3 separate regions of the Mus musculus genome follow, and all the other regions are linked to region 2. A link is a contact called in public promoter capture Hi-C data. All regions are on one chromosome and are shown on one strand. Each heading gives the region's core, a stretch centred on a gene start, on an enhancer-like site or on the middle of the called end of the contact. The rest is flanking DNA. Distances are from core to core; before and after follow the strand shown. Region 1 has its middle 60 kb from the start of Gm29243. Region 2 holds the start of Ppp1r3b (protein phosphatase 1, regulatory subunit 3B). Region 3 holds the start of Smim18 (small integral membrane protein 18).

What was found. Promoter capture Hi-C pulls out the DNA fragments that hold promoters and counts their contacts.
Region 1: a contact with region 2 is called in a promoter capture Hi-C map of pre-B cells, with 3 times the contacts expected there. The contact joins the enhancer-like site here to the promoter of Ppp1r3b in region 2. A contact is called at or near these places in 5 of 39 promoter capture datasets (cranial neural crest, embryonic stem cells, hippocampal neurons and 2 more) and 1 of 484 Hi-C or Micro-C datasets (bone marrow-derived macrophages).
Region 3: a contact with region 2 is called in a promoter capture Hi-C map of pre-B cells, with 5 times the contacts expected there. The contact joins the promoter of Smim18 here to the promoter of Ppp1r3b in region 2. A contact is called at or near these places in 3 of 39 promoter capture datasets (liver, neutrophils and pre-B cells), 1 of 484 Hi-C or Micro-C datasets (CD4 T cells) and 1 of 9 other capture datasets (liver).

What each region holds. Positions count from the first base shown.
Region 1 is chr8:34,274,839-34,279,073 of GRCm38.p6, forward strand. No RefSeq gene overlaps it. Among named protein-coding and RNA genes, the nearest start is that of Gm29243, 60 kb to the left of the region's middle. Within about 2 kb of position 1,468, at least 62 of the 459 cell types and tissues checked have an H3K27ac peak or open chromatin away from gene starts, as enhancers often do. A contact at or near this core is called in bone marrow-derived macrophages, hippocampal neurons and pre-B cells, where this site is marked.
Region 2 is chr8:35,374,993-35,379,159 of GRCm38.p6, forward strand. Ppp1r3b (protein phosphatase 1, regulatory subunit 3B) reads left to right here and starts at 1,670. Exons shown (of 2, transcript NM_001364452.1): 1 at 1,670-1,761.
Region 3 is chr8:33,745,820-33,750,589 of GRCm38.p6, forward strand. Smim18 (small integral membrane protein 18) reads right to left here and starts at 1,951. Exons shown (of 2, transcript NM_001206849.1): 1 at 1,879-1,951. All of the region lies in intron 2 of Gtf2e2 (general transcription factor II E, polypeptide 2 (beta subunit)), which reads left to right.

The sequences.
Region 1 (4,235 bases), core at 218-2,717, 1.1 Mb before region 2:
AGTGCCAACAGCAGTGCCTACCTCCAGAGTACATGTCAAAGCTGTCCTTTTTCATCACAAGGCCAGTAGATCCTAGTGAAAAGAGACTCACTCCCATAATGTGAGTCACCCTGCTTGTCATTTTGCTGAGTTTGGCTCATGTGTAGTGTAAAGCCTCAAACCAGATTGAGATCTGAGTGAAACTAGGTCCTGTGAGCATCACACAGGGCCACAATAGGGGCCTAAGGATTCCTAGGCCGAGGCTTATTTGAGAGGCAGAACACCCTGGCTGAACATCCAGAACAACAGAATCTAACCACTCAAGATCTGCGATCTGTCATGACAGCTGCTCACACAGAACTCAGCATTTCATCCTCAATCTTTGCACAAATTCAATGGGCTATTGCTTCGAAATGGAACATATCTGAAACAGTAAGTGTAGTGGATAGGTTTTCTGCAAAAACTATTATAAGGGCGTGGTTATCACTATTCCCACATAAGTGGGAAATCTGCAAGCCAAATCTAACTTTTGGAAGCTATGGAATTTTCAGTGATTATGGTCCTTGGATTTTCAGGGTCTGAAATAAGAAGAGCTCTCCACCATGGAAATGGTTTCATTCAACTCTATTTTCAATTACTCCTGACCCAATTCTCCTGCTTTTCACAATGGAAGACATTGCTAAATGTTCTATTAATATGCTGCTCTAGACCCATTGCTCTAGACCCTGCTGTTCTAGACCCTGCTGCTCTAGATCCACTGCTCTAGACCCATTGCTTTAGGCCTGCTGCTCTACACCCTGCTGTTCTAGACCCCACTGCCGTAGATGCTATAGAACCCACTGCTCTAGACCCGATACTCTAGACCCACTGCCGTAGACACACTGCTCTGATTTTTGTCCTTGAGTTACTGGAACAGGCAGACTCCCCCTTCCTATTTCTCTGACCTTTCTCTAACTTATCTTCACTTCTAGATCTCTTTTCAACTGATTCACCCAACTCTATCTTTAGCCTTATATTTCTTGAACCAAAATTCCCATTTTTCAGGATGAGGTATTTTTTTTTCTCTTGGATATAGCTGACATGTCAAAAATCATTGGGTTTTACACAAAGTATATACTTTTCAAAAACTGCCTTGTCTTCTGGCCCACTGTGTCCATCTGTCATCAGAAAGGAAAAAAAAAAAAACCCTTTCTTTTTCTGCTTTTGGTCTTAAAAAAAGAATCGAAGGATTAGTTCTTGTAAATTTCCCTTTCCAGCTTGCACTGGTTTGTCTTTGTTTTCCGGTTTTGTTGCTTCTCTTCCTGTCCCACTTATCTCTAACTATTTTTACCTACGCACAGTTTCACTTTCTATCATCTATCCCACACACAATTTTTAGGTCAGTCCCTGTAATTCATAAATGGCCATGCCATTATTTAGCTCACCCACTACCACCACCTTTTGACATTGTAGCATGATGCAGTTATTTATAAAGTTCATGCTGGGGAACTATGCAATGAGTTACAAAAGAAAACACACACACACACACACACACACACACACACACACACACACACACACACACACGAGTCCCGTCATGGTTTAAGGACATTTAAGATTTAAGATTTATTCATTGGCTTTTCTTGGCCACAATTACCAACTACAACTGACCCTGAACTCCCTATTCTGGTGGCAGCAAAAGCCTAGAGGCTTCGGGCTGTTGTTCTAAGTCTCACTTTAGCTCCGTGACTCATTTGGTTTGTGAGCATGATAACTTCATTAGTCATCAGGGAAAAGGTCTGTTTGCTCCAAAACAAAGTATGAGAGAAATGACCAAGATACACTTCTAAAAGCAGACAGCCAAGGCTTAATAACAAAATAAATAAATGCTTTATTGTGGTGAAAGATTACCATGTATTACTAAAACAGGTTAAGCAGAAAAGGCAATATTGTGATATTGACAAGTATGTGCAGCAAGAAGGATTTTTATATGTACGTTTCTTACTCTGGGTTACCATTGCTGTGATGAAATACCATGACCAACAGCAAGCTAGGGGGGAAAAAGTTTATTTGGCTTCTGCTTTTGCATCCATCACGAAGGAAGTCAGGCCAGGGGCTCAATCAATGCAGGAACCTGGTTATAGGAGCAGAAGCAGAGGCCATGGAGGGGGGCTGCTTACTGGCTTGCTCCCCGTGGCTTGCTCAGCCTGCTTTCTTATATATCGAACCCCAGAACCTCCAGCCCAGGAGTGGCACCACCCACAATGCTCTGATCTCTTCCCTATTAACCACTAATTAAGAAAATACCTTACAGCTGGATCTCATGGAGGCATTTTCTCAATTAAGTTTGCTTTCTTTCAGATAACTCTAACTTATGTCAAGTTGATATAAAACTGGCCAGCACAATCCTTGTCTGTGAACAAGCAATTTTAGCCCCAGGCATATGATATTCAGACAGCTACCAAGATGCACACAAGAAGGCTCACATCAACACTGTTCACATTGGCCCCAAAGGTGAAGTGATTTCAAGGGCATCAGTTGTGGCATATCCACGCAGAGTAGAATTCAGCAGGAGAGAGAACATACTGTGTTCTGTGGATGAGTCACGTGATAAGATAGAACCGAGCTAGACACAGGGATCTACACTGTATGATTTCATCCTGGTCATATAAGAATATGGCCCAAGTGAATCATTGCTATGGTTACCCTCAGGGGCATGGCTGCTTGTCGTCTTCTAAGGAAGAGTGTAAGAGGTCTGTGGCCAGAGCCACGGTGACGGCTCCACCAGCATGGCTGCTCTGTTGGTGGGAAACCCGATTTTAAAGGGCGATCTTCCAAGGAAGGAAGCTTGGGTGAGAAAGGGCAAAATGGGAGAGGGAATTACATTATAGACAGTGGGTGAAAAGGGAAACTATGAACGAGATAAAATAACAAAAAGTAAGGCACGGCCAAAACAAAACAAACAGGAACCCTGTTAGTCTCACATTTTTACCATCTGTCAAGCAACTGAAATTAACCAGTCATCAAAATACTGCACCATTACACCAATGAACAAAAGGAACTTTTTACAGTTCTCAAAACCAGGACATGAGTTTATGCGCAAATCAACTGAAGAAAAACTCCATTCTTGAAGAACAACCATGAAGCAGAATAAAATTTTAGGTTTAATTGTCCACCCCACTGAGGCAAGATGGCAAGATAGCCCACTTAGGGCCCAAGATGGTCTGCAGTATATACCTAAGGCCCACAACTATCTGTAGCTTTCACTTAAGGTCCAAGGCGATCTACATTATCCATCCAAGATGCCCAAGATGGTCTTCAGTACTCTAACCAGGGCCTAAGATGGTCTGAAATATCTGCTTAAGGCCCAGCACTGGTGGAACAGGCCTTATTCTTGGCTCTGTGTGGGAGCTGTTTCCTCTTTTGCAGGTCCTTTGAGTCTGGAGCCATCTACACACAGGGTTCAGTCCTCTGATGACTGGGAGGGAGACCTGCAGATTTCGGTAGTTCTCTCTCAAGGTTGGAATAGTAGCAGGGAGAGGCTTAAAACACGATCACGTGTTTAGCAAATTATATCTTATATCTTGGGTATCCTAGGTTTGGGGCTAATATCCACTTATCAGTGAGTACATATTGTGTGAGTTTCTTTGTGAATGTGTTACCTCACTCAGGATGATGCCCTCCAGGTCCATCCATTTGGCTAGGAATTTCATAAATTCATTCTTTTTAATAGCTGAGTAGTACTCCATTGTGTAGATGTACCACATTTTCTGTATCCATTCCTCTGTTGAGGGGCATCTAGGTTCTTTCCAGCTTCTGGCTATTATAAATAAGGCTGCTATGAACATAGTGGAGCATGTGTCCTTCTTACCAGTTGGGGCATCTTCTGGATATATGCCCAGGAGAGGTATTGCTGGATCCTCCGGTAGTACTATGTCCAATTTTCTGAGGAACCGCCAGACTGATTTCCAGAGTGGTTGTACAAGCCTGCACTCCCACCAACAATGGAGGAGTGTTCCTCTTTCTCCACATCCACGCCAGCATCTGCTGTCACCTGAATTTTTGATCTTAGCCATTCTGACTGGTGTGAGGTGGAATCTCAGGGTTGTTTTGATTTGCATTTCCCTGATGATTAAGGATGTTGAACATTTTTTCAGGTGTTTCTCTGCCATTCGGTATTCCTCAGGTGAGAATTCTTTGTTCAGTTCTGAGCCCCATTTTTTAATGGGGTTATTTGATTTTCTGAAGTCCACCTTCTTGAGTTCTTTATATATGTT
Region 2 (4,167 bases), core at 420-2,919:
CATAGGTTTCCCAAGAGGAATCCTTGTTTCCTAAAGTGTTCAGACCCTGTATAGAACTCCAGGCTACTGTATGGACCGAAGTCAGGCTGTTTCCTAAACACACCCACCTTACTAATCCTCTCTCACCTGTGCAGTACTGTGAGCATGAGAGTCATGCTCTTCTGCCAGATAACATCGCTAAGGGAAAGATTTTGCTAGAGTAACAGCCACAAAAGCAAGATCCAGTGAATGCTTGGGACACTACTGCTGCAGATAAAATCAAAATGGGGAGAGAACACTTGCTTCTGGGCATTCTGAGAAGGTCATGGCCATCTGTGAACCCTGGGGCTTTTTGTCCTAAGAGGGCGGGAGAAGGAGGGGCCAAAGGAAAGACAACACTGCCTTCCACACTTGGGAGTCTACCATCTAGCTAGAACTTTGTTAGCAGTGGGGAACTTTGCACACAGCCTGTGCTCCTCAGTCCGTCTCTCTACAGCCGGACCTTCTACCGTAGGAAATCGCCTCCACCCCTTGGCATGGGTACCCCGGTTCCTGATGAAATTGTGACCCGCTGTCCCCTTCCCAGATCCTGGACTCCAGCCCTGTCACTCGCCACACACTGCAGATCACGTGGTAGAGTGCTGTTCGCCCCAAGTGTAGCTATTGGTCTGCGGCTCATGTCCCGGAAGCTCATTGGCTGAGTCCTGCGTTCACGTGGGGGTGGGGGTAAGGTGGTCTTGGATAGCACCCTTAGTGGGGAGAGGTGGCTGGAAAGTTAAAGTGAGCCACAGATTGCTGGAGCTGGAATCCAGAGTGCTGCAATCCAGTGAGCAGGTGAGAGGGCTGCTGTTGCGTGGACCAAGCCGAGTGCCTGCCCCACTTTTGCCGTCGTGGTTGCTGTCACTGTCACCCAGCTCAGATGGTGGGGCGGGCTGAAGGGTCTCCCCTCCGTACTCAAGAGTGGTACCGGGTACGTACCTCCTCAAGCCTCTAGTTCAAGGTCCAGAGCCAGGAAATCTGCGGTGAGGGGCACGCGGGGGAGTTCTCCGACACTTACCATTTGTCCCACTAACACTGACTCCCAGGTAGTAGAATCCCCTAGCTGGGCTCGGGTGGCTTGTCGCTTCAGCGTGCAGAAACATCTCAGGCACCGGAGCTGGGATGGAGCCTAGAGGGGACCCCCGAGATCCCTAAGCGAGTTAGCCTGCGAAACGTGTCCTGAACAGAAAGGATGTCTCGAGTCCTAACGTGGCACATCCCCAACCTGAGATGTGACACTTTGGAAGATAATTCTAGTTTTTTGTGGCAGAATCTGGAGTCCAAATACAAGCTCCCGGGGCTTCAGTTTCCCGTTACGAAATAGACGCGAGAAACCCGTGTCCCAGCCCTGACTCCATCAAGTAGTGCGGACCAGTCCCTACTACTCCCCACTTAGGTTCAGATCTCCTTTTGCTGCACACAGGCAAGAGGCACACGCTGTGTCGTCTCGGGTCTCGGAAGGCAATGGGCTCGAGGCGAGCTCCACCCGGGAACGGGGCAGCCCGCGTGGGGGTGCTCGCGAGGCGCTGCCCCCATCTGGGCTGTCCCGCCGCCAGGTCCCGCCCTGATGTGATAACTTGGGCTCCTCCTCCTTGTTCGTCTCCGGGAACTAAGCCCAGGCCCTACCCCCGGGACACCCCGACGCTCACGTAGTTCAGTGGCAGCAATCAACCCTGACACTTCTCTCAGGCTCTCCCATGAGGCCAGCGAGCAGCGGCCCCGGCTGCGGCGCCGCCGGGAGAGGTAGGTGCAGACCCAGTCTAAGCTGGGGCGAGGGCGGGTGCAGGCACACCCTGTGTCTGGTGGGATGGGGACTCGCTGACCTTCCCCCAGGGACTTGTTCACAGCTACCGTTTTGAACCCAGAGGAGAGGCTCTGAACCGGACGGCAGCTTCAGAACAGGGGATGGCAGGCCCACGGGGAAACAGAGAAAGTTGAAAAAGACTTGAGTGGGGGAACTTGCAGAGTTGCTGGAATGTGGCCCTGTCTCAGCTTGCGGGTCCAGGAGAAAGAAAGGCTTCTTCAGCCTAGGCAGGGAAGGAACTGGTCCCTTTGGCAAGAACGTCCAGGAGCCAGGGAGAAAGTAGAGACAGCTGAAGTAAACTAGGGCCATTTAGGGGAAAGTTAGTAGAAAGAGAAGCATCGGGGCCCTATTAGCAACCTTGAAGGTCAAAGCTGCAAGTGACCTCAGAAGAAACCCTTAAACCCGGAGAGTTCTTCGTTTGTTAAAGCTCAGCTGGGCAGAGGCCTTCTTAGGCCTGAGCTTCTTGCTGTCTTTGGCCCTTATTAGCTGGTGTGGGCTGCCTCATTCAAAGCTACCTGACTGCTCATTATGCGGCCCTATTCAAAAACATTTCTCTTCAAGGATTGAGGGGTGTATACATTAAAACTGTAATAATTAGGGTCTGTATACAAAAGGGGGCCAATGTCAACTTCATACATATAAAAGTATCAGCTAGACATTTGGGGAGAGAACCGAGATTTGCTGAAAGGGGGGGGGAGGAGTGGATGGTGGTGTCTTGAATTGGTTGAGGATATTTATCTAATGTAGTGTTGCGGTGGGTTATTGTTAACTTGGTTTTGACATCAGCGAGGAAGAGTTGCAGAAAGAAGGTCTCAGTCAGAAACTCAGTCGCTCAACTGCCTGAAGCTAGGCAGGTTGTGGGTTTTGGTTTTTTTTGTTTTGTTTTGTTTTGTTTTGTTTTTTGTTTTTTTTGGTTTTTGGTTTTTTTTTTTTTTTTTGGTTTTTTGTTTTTGTTTTTCTGTTCAGACTTGTCAAGCTTAAAAGAAATATTACTGGCCTTCTAAGGCTGGCAGCATCTTGAAAGACCACATTATTTCAGTAGGACACAGAAGGTATTTCTGCAAGCGTCCCAAACCTGGCCCAAGCTCTCTTCAGAGGCAGTTGACTTCTGAGGCACCCACGTGAAAGCAGGGTGTGTGATTGTTCTTGGGAAACAGCTCCTTAGGCTCCTGGGATCCTGTCCTGCAACTGTGTCCAGGTCCTGTGTCGCTTTACCGGCTCAAATGTGCATCGGTGGTCTCTGCTACTGCCTGTTTCCTCGGTAGAAGGAAAGCCTGGGGCAGTGTTGGAGACAGAATAAGGACTTCAGTACATACACGAGTGTGTGGCTGTGAAGATGTTTCCTCAAGCACCTGTCCAGCTGCCTTCCTTTAGGGGACTTAACTATTGGTGGACTGTCTCGGTTTCTGGAAAGTACTTCTAAGTGGCCATCATCACTGTCACAGTCCTGTTGAGACATCCATAGCTGAGAGTCAGGAAAGCTAAACTCACACAAGCACTTTACTACACCAGTTCTTGGATGAGCATGAGGTTAATAAAAGCTGGAATGTTCTGTGAGGACAACCCACTGCCACATCGCACCCTTGATAGAGGCCACAAGGGTAAATGTCCTTAACCTGTAATGATGATGATACCCAGAGGGAAAAAAAGAAGGGTTTCCAAGCCAGGACTGCTTACGCAATTCCGCAGGGCAGGAGTCCCAGTGGTAACTCCTGGGCTATCAGAAGAACCTCACTCACATTTGCCTCTCATGGAAGAATCTTGCAAAAAAAAAGTTCTTGAAAATGTTATTGGGACTGTCTCCTGAGCTCAGGCTCTGAATAGAAACTTGTCTCTCCACCGTCAATTCAGCTCGTTCTTACAGTTTAATAATAAAGGGAGCTGCCATGGTGAGTTTACATGCTAGGCTCCAATAGTACAACTTCACCAATGGCCTCAGCTCCCGAGCCTGCGGGACTAGAACACAAGAGTGTGCTCTCCTGGGTGGTAAGTGGGCAGCAGAGTCTTTAGCATGCTTTGGTATTCCGCCTCCACTTGAGAATTTCCCACCATTTTCTACCAAGCTGCTTCAGAGAAACCTTTCAGCATTTGCTAGGCATGCCTGAGGCTGGTCCCAGAGCTTGGAGGACCTGCAGAGGGACTCTAATCCTTGTGCTGACTCAAGTCAGGAGGAAGTAAGTGCCTAGCAGGGGTGAACACCTCTCCCCCATTCACTCCCAGCTTTTCAAGGGTGGGCAGTGGGGAAGTCGGGAATGTGGACCACATGCCATTATGCAACTGGTGTTCAGTTTTAATGCATATTTAAACAGAATAAGAAATACCTACCTTAAAGTTGAAAAGGGAAG
Region 3 (4,770 bases), core at 701-3,200, 1.6 Mb before region 2:
GATCCCCCTTTATAATTTTATTATAGAAATGGGAAGCTTGAAAGAAGATCATATTATTATTATTATTATTATTATTTTTTTTTGTTTTGTTTTTTTGTTTTTTCAAGACAGGGTTTCTCTGTATAGCCGTGGCTGTCCTGGAACTCACTCTGTAGACCAGGCTGGCCTCGAACTCAGAAATCCACCTGCCTCTGCCTCCCAAGTTAAAGGGATTAAAGGCGTGCGCCACCACTGCCCAGCGAAAGTCATATTTTTAGTTAGGTTTTGTTTTATGTTATTTTTGCTATATTCCTTGTACCTATTTTTCTATCATTTTCAAAAGGCCCCAGTGGGATATTTATGGGGATTGGTTTTGTGACCCTGGATCACCAGATTAGAAGTTATGATTTAGCTCTAGTTATGGTGAAAATTGGTAAATTAAATTCTCTGGCACTTTTAAGCACATCACTTTGAAATATGATCAGTTAATTGTACTAGCCTTTAAATTATAGAACCACTAATTGAGTTCAGACTCTGAGACTCTGAGATAAGGTATACTTGAAAGATGATGAACCTCCATGTATGCTAATAATAGATATAGACTATATGAAAATGTAGTCTGTTAATGAGTCTTAAGGCAATTTGAAAATATAAACCATAAATTAACTGTTAATTGTTAGTTATTTTAATATTACTTGGCTCCCATACTGTATGGTAAGCAGAATGGTTTCTAGGTAATTAACCTGCTGTGCCGAACTTGAGAGGTCTAGTATCTTGTTACAGCAACCTTTTGAGTTTTTCAAGAGATAATCTGTCTGTGTAACCTGAATGCTAAGAAACAGAAGGAATAGAAAGAAAAGCAGAAGTTAAAAATAAAAGAACCTAGGAGTAAATATACTTAGCATCCAGGTAAAGGGCAGAGTTGGATGTTTAGATTGTTAAGTACTTGCAGAACTGGCATCTGCTGAGTAGGGCTGACATCTCTAGATACTGTGTGCAGAAATGTGGATGATTATGAGCTGGGGAAGTGATTTTACTAGGGAGAGTCACTGTTGTACCTTAGCCAGCTCTCCTAGGACACACTGGATTTTAAGATGTGCTTTATCAGAAAGACTGAATTTGTGTGGATCAGTACCTGTTTAGAGTAACCTAGTTACTTTACATTTTTGTGTGCCTTGTAATTTAAGGACATTTTAAAAGATTTTTGTTTGATAGCATGGCTTGTATTGTAAGATTTTACTGTGAGGAATTATTTTAACTAAGATGTTAGGAAAATCTGATGATTTATAAATTATCTCTGCTTACAATATAATATGACTCACATAATGATACATGTTAAAAATTTTTATATAAAAATTATAACTGGCATTTTCTTTGCTTTCTCTACATTAGTACTCAAAGTCAAATATAAATAATTTGAATTATCTTCTCCTTTGTTGATATACAAGCTTTCTTGTAACTGCTTTTTACCAGCCAATATAATTTGTACATATAATCAGAAAGCTTTAGCCAAAGGCTTTGCTATTTTAGATTTTTTTCCTTTGAGAAACATCCTTTGTTAAGACAGACCAGACTGCTGAAATAAATTTGCTTTGAGAAAATGAAATTAGCAAAGACTCAGGTTAAACATCAAATGCTTTTGTCCTACTTAAGGTCTGGGTGGAGATCAGATTGGTAGGAAATGTAATGAATTTCCATTAAGGCACAGATGGTAAGGATGCTTATCAAATAGCATGAGGCAGTCGGCATTTTCATGATAAAATCTTACCAAATAATGGGTTAATACATTGTTTTTACGTCTTTAGCAGGCATAGTGCTTTCTGGCTTTCATGGTAAAATATTTTTTTACTGTTTTATAAGGGTATGAGCTACTGAATAAAAAGGATCAAATAAACCTACCTCTTGTCTGGAAAGATGCTGTTGAAGCGATGGTACCGTCTGTTTGTAATGCGGTCTGGTGCACAGCCAAGATGGAGCTGTGCTTCTATTGGTCCGACGCATAATGCAGCTGACAGTTTCCTCTGTGCTCATTTGCATTATTAAGTCCTGCCGTCCTGAGGAGTAGATCATTCATAAACTTGAATAGGGTTGTCTGAGCTGTCACCTGCCACCTCTTTAAATTGTTTGTTTGTTTGTTTTGTCTTTAAGCTAATTTTTCACATAGGAACAGTTGCTGATTTCCTAGATTTTTTTTCCCTCTATAAAATTTAACGTATCTCTGAACAGTGTAGTGCTAAGGCTAGAACATAGTCTCTAGAGGTAGTTACCTAGGAAACAACTGCTCAGGTTAACCATTTTAGTAAAATGTTAGCAGGAAATGGTCATAAAATCTCATAAGTAAGCTTAAAATTAAAACAGTTTTTTTTTTTCAATATGTTCTCAAGTCTTGATTTCTAGAGTTATGAACACTTGTATTTGGGAGAAATTTTGAGAGAAAAGAAGTAGTATTTTAGTTTTTTTAGTTATAGTAGAGTTAATTTAGGTGGGTAATTTTTTTTTCTAAATTTTAAGATATAGACAGCTTTTATGTTTTTAATTGGGTCTAGTCCAACTGGCTTGGCTATTCATTATTTTTAGTTATGGTGAAAAGAGTTTGGCCTAATCATAGCAGAATCAAGATTTACTTTTAATTAAAGGAGTAGTAAGAGCTGTACATGGTGGTGCACACTTGTAATCCGAGCATTGAGAGGCAGAAGCTGGCTCGGTCTGTATAGTGAGTTCCAGATTACATACTGAGACCCTGTCTCAAACAAACAACAAAACCCCACCAAAAATCAATCAATGGAACAAACAAACCAGTGGGAGATTGGGTAAATATATATATATTGGATATATATAATCTATTTATTTATATATTGTTTATATCTATAGATAAATCACTATTTATAACATCTATAAATATATAGATAAATCATAGTAAAGGTAAATAAAAATTTATAGGTAAATCATTATATTAGTTTCTAGAGCTGTAGCTCCTAGCTATAGGAGTTCATAGAAATGCCCTTATTATATTGTAGTAATCCTTCAATAAATATTTGAATGTTGACTTTGATTGATTAGCATTGACTTAGTACTAGGGACATTGTGATAAAACTATATGTGGTTCATAATTGATCATTTGTTTGGAGTTTTTAATATACTGTGAATTTTTTTATTTTTTTATTTTTAGTTTTACCAGTTTTTCTTTTCTTAATACAGTATTGTAAGATAAATTTAATAACACTAATTATAATTAAAATGCTTTTCTCAACGGTACGGGCCTATCATCCGGCTACTCAGGAGTCTGAGGCAGGATCACAAGTTTAAGACCAATCTAAGTAACTTTAAAAATACTTATTATTTTATGTCTATGGATGTTTTGTCTGCATGCATGTCTGTGCACCACATGTGTGCCTGGTGCCCAGAGGCTGGAGGCAGGTGTCAGATCCCCTGGAGCTGGAGTTACAGGTAGTTGTGAACCTCTGTGTGGGTGCTGGGAATGAACCGTAGTCCTCTGCAGAAGCAGCAAGTGTTCTAACCACTGAGCCATCTCCCCGGCACCAGACTAAGTAAGTTAATGAGACTATCTCAAACAAAAATAAAAATGGGGCTGGGGTTAATTTAAGCTCAGTGGTAGAATCCTTGTCTAGGATTCGTGAGGTCCTAGGTTAATGTCTATTTATGGATGTCTTTGTTCTGACAAAGTGGCCTATGTCAGATGGGATAATGATGTGTAAAGATCTTATGTAGGGCAATATTCAGGGTTTACAGCTTGATTTAAATCAATGCCTCATTATAACCCTCACAATGTGTATGTTTGAAAGAGAGCAATTAGAGCTAGGGTGGTGGCTGAGTTGTGAAAGTGCTTATGGTGCAAGCAAAAACATCTAAGTTCAGACTCCAGCATCCATATGAAAGATCCTGGCACCCCAGTACTGAGGAGGTGGATACAGGAAGATTACTGGGGCTTGCCAGCCATTTGGTGAGCTTCAGGTTCCATGAGACACCCTGTTTGGAAAAATGTAGGGGCAGGAGGGCTGGCTTAGTGTTAAGAACACTGGCTGCTCTTCCAGAAGATCTTGGTTTGGTTACACACATGGGTGCTCACAACTGTCTGTAACCCCAGCTCCAGCCATCTGATGCCCTGCTGTGGCCTCAGGGGGCACCAAGGCATTCAAGGGGTAATAGGCAAAACACCCATACACGTAAGACAAAATTAAAAAAAATAAGCTAGAGAAGCAGTTGAGGAAGACCAACCCCCCCCCATACTAAATAAATAAAAGAGGAGGAAAAAAGCTCTTAAATTGATTTTTTCCCCCCATGAGGATTAAATGTGAAAATCATTTAGTGTGATGTTTGACAGATAATAGGGACAATGAGAATTACTATTATTAAGTCTTTCAAACGTCTTGGGGGAAAATAACCATATAGTTAGTATTTCATAACTGAAACAAATATATTATTATTTTTGAGACAGTCTCTTTTGTAGTCCAGGCTAGCCCTGGAGTTGAGATATATATATATTAAACTTTTTGTTTTTGTTTTTTTTTTTCGAGACAGGGTTTTTCTGTATAGCTCTGGCTGTCCTGGAATGCACTTTGTAGACCAGGCTGGCCTCGAACTTAGAAATCCGCCTGCCTCTGCCTCCCAAGTGCTGGGATTAAAGGCGTGTGCCACCACTGCCTGGCTGACCTTAAACATTTTGAAAAATATTTTTTATGTAATTTTTATATGTCTGTATGAGTGTATGCCATGTGTGTGTGAATGTCCTTGGAGTCCAGAAAAGGGCATTAGATTTCCTGGAGCTGCTAG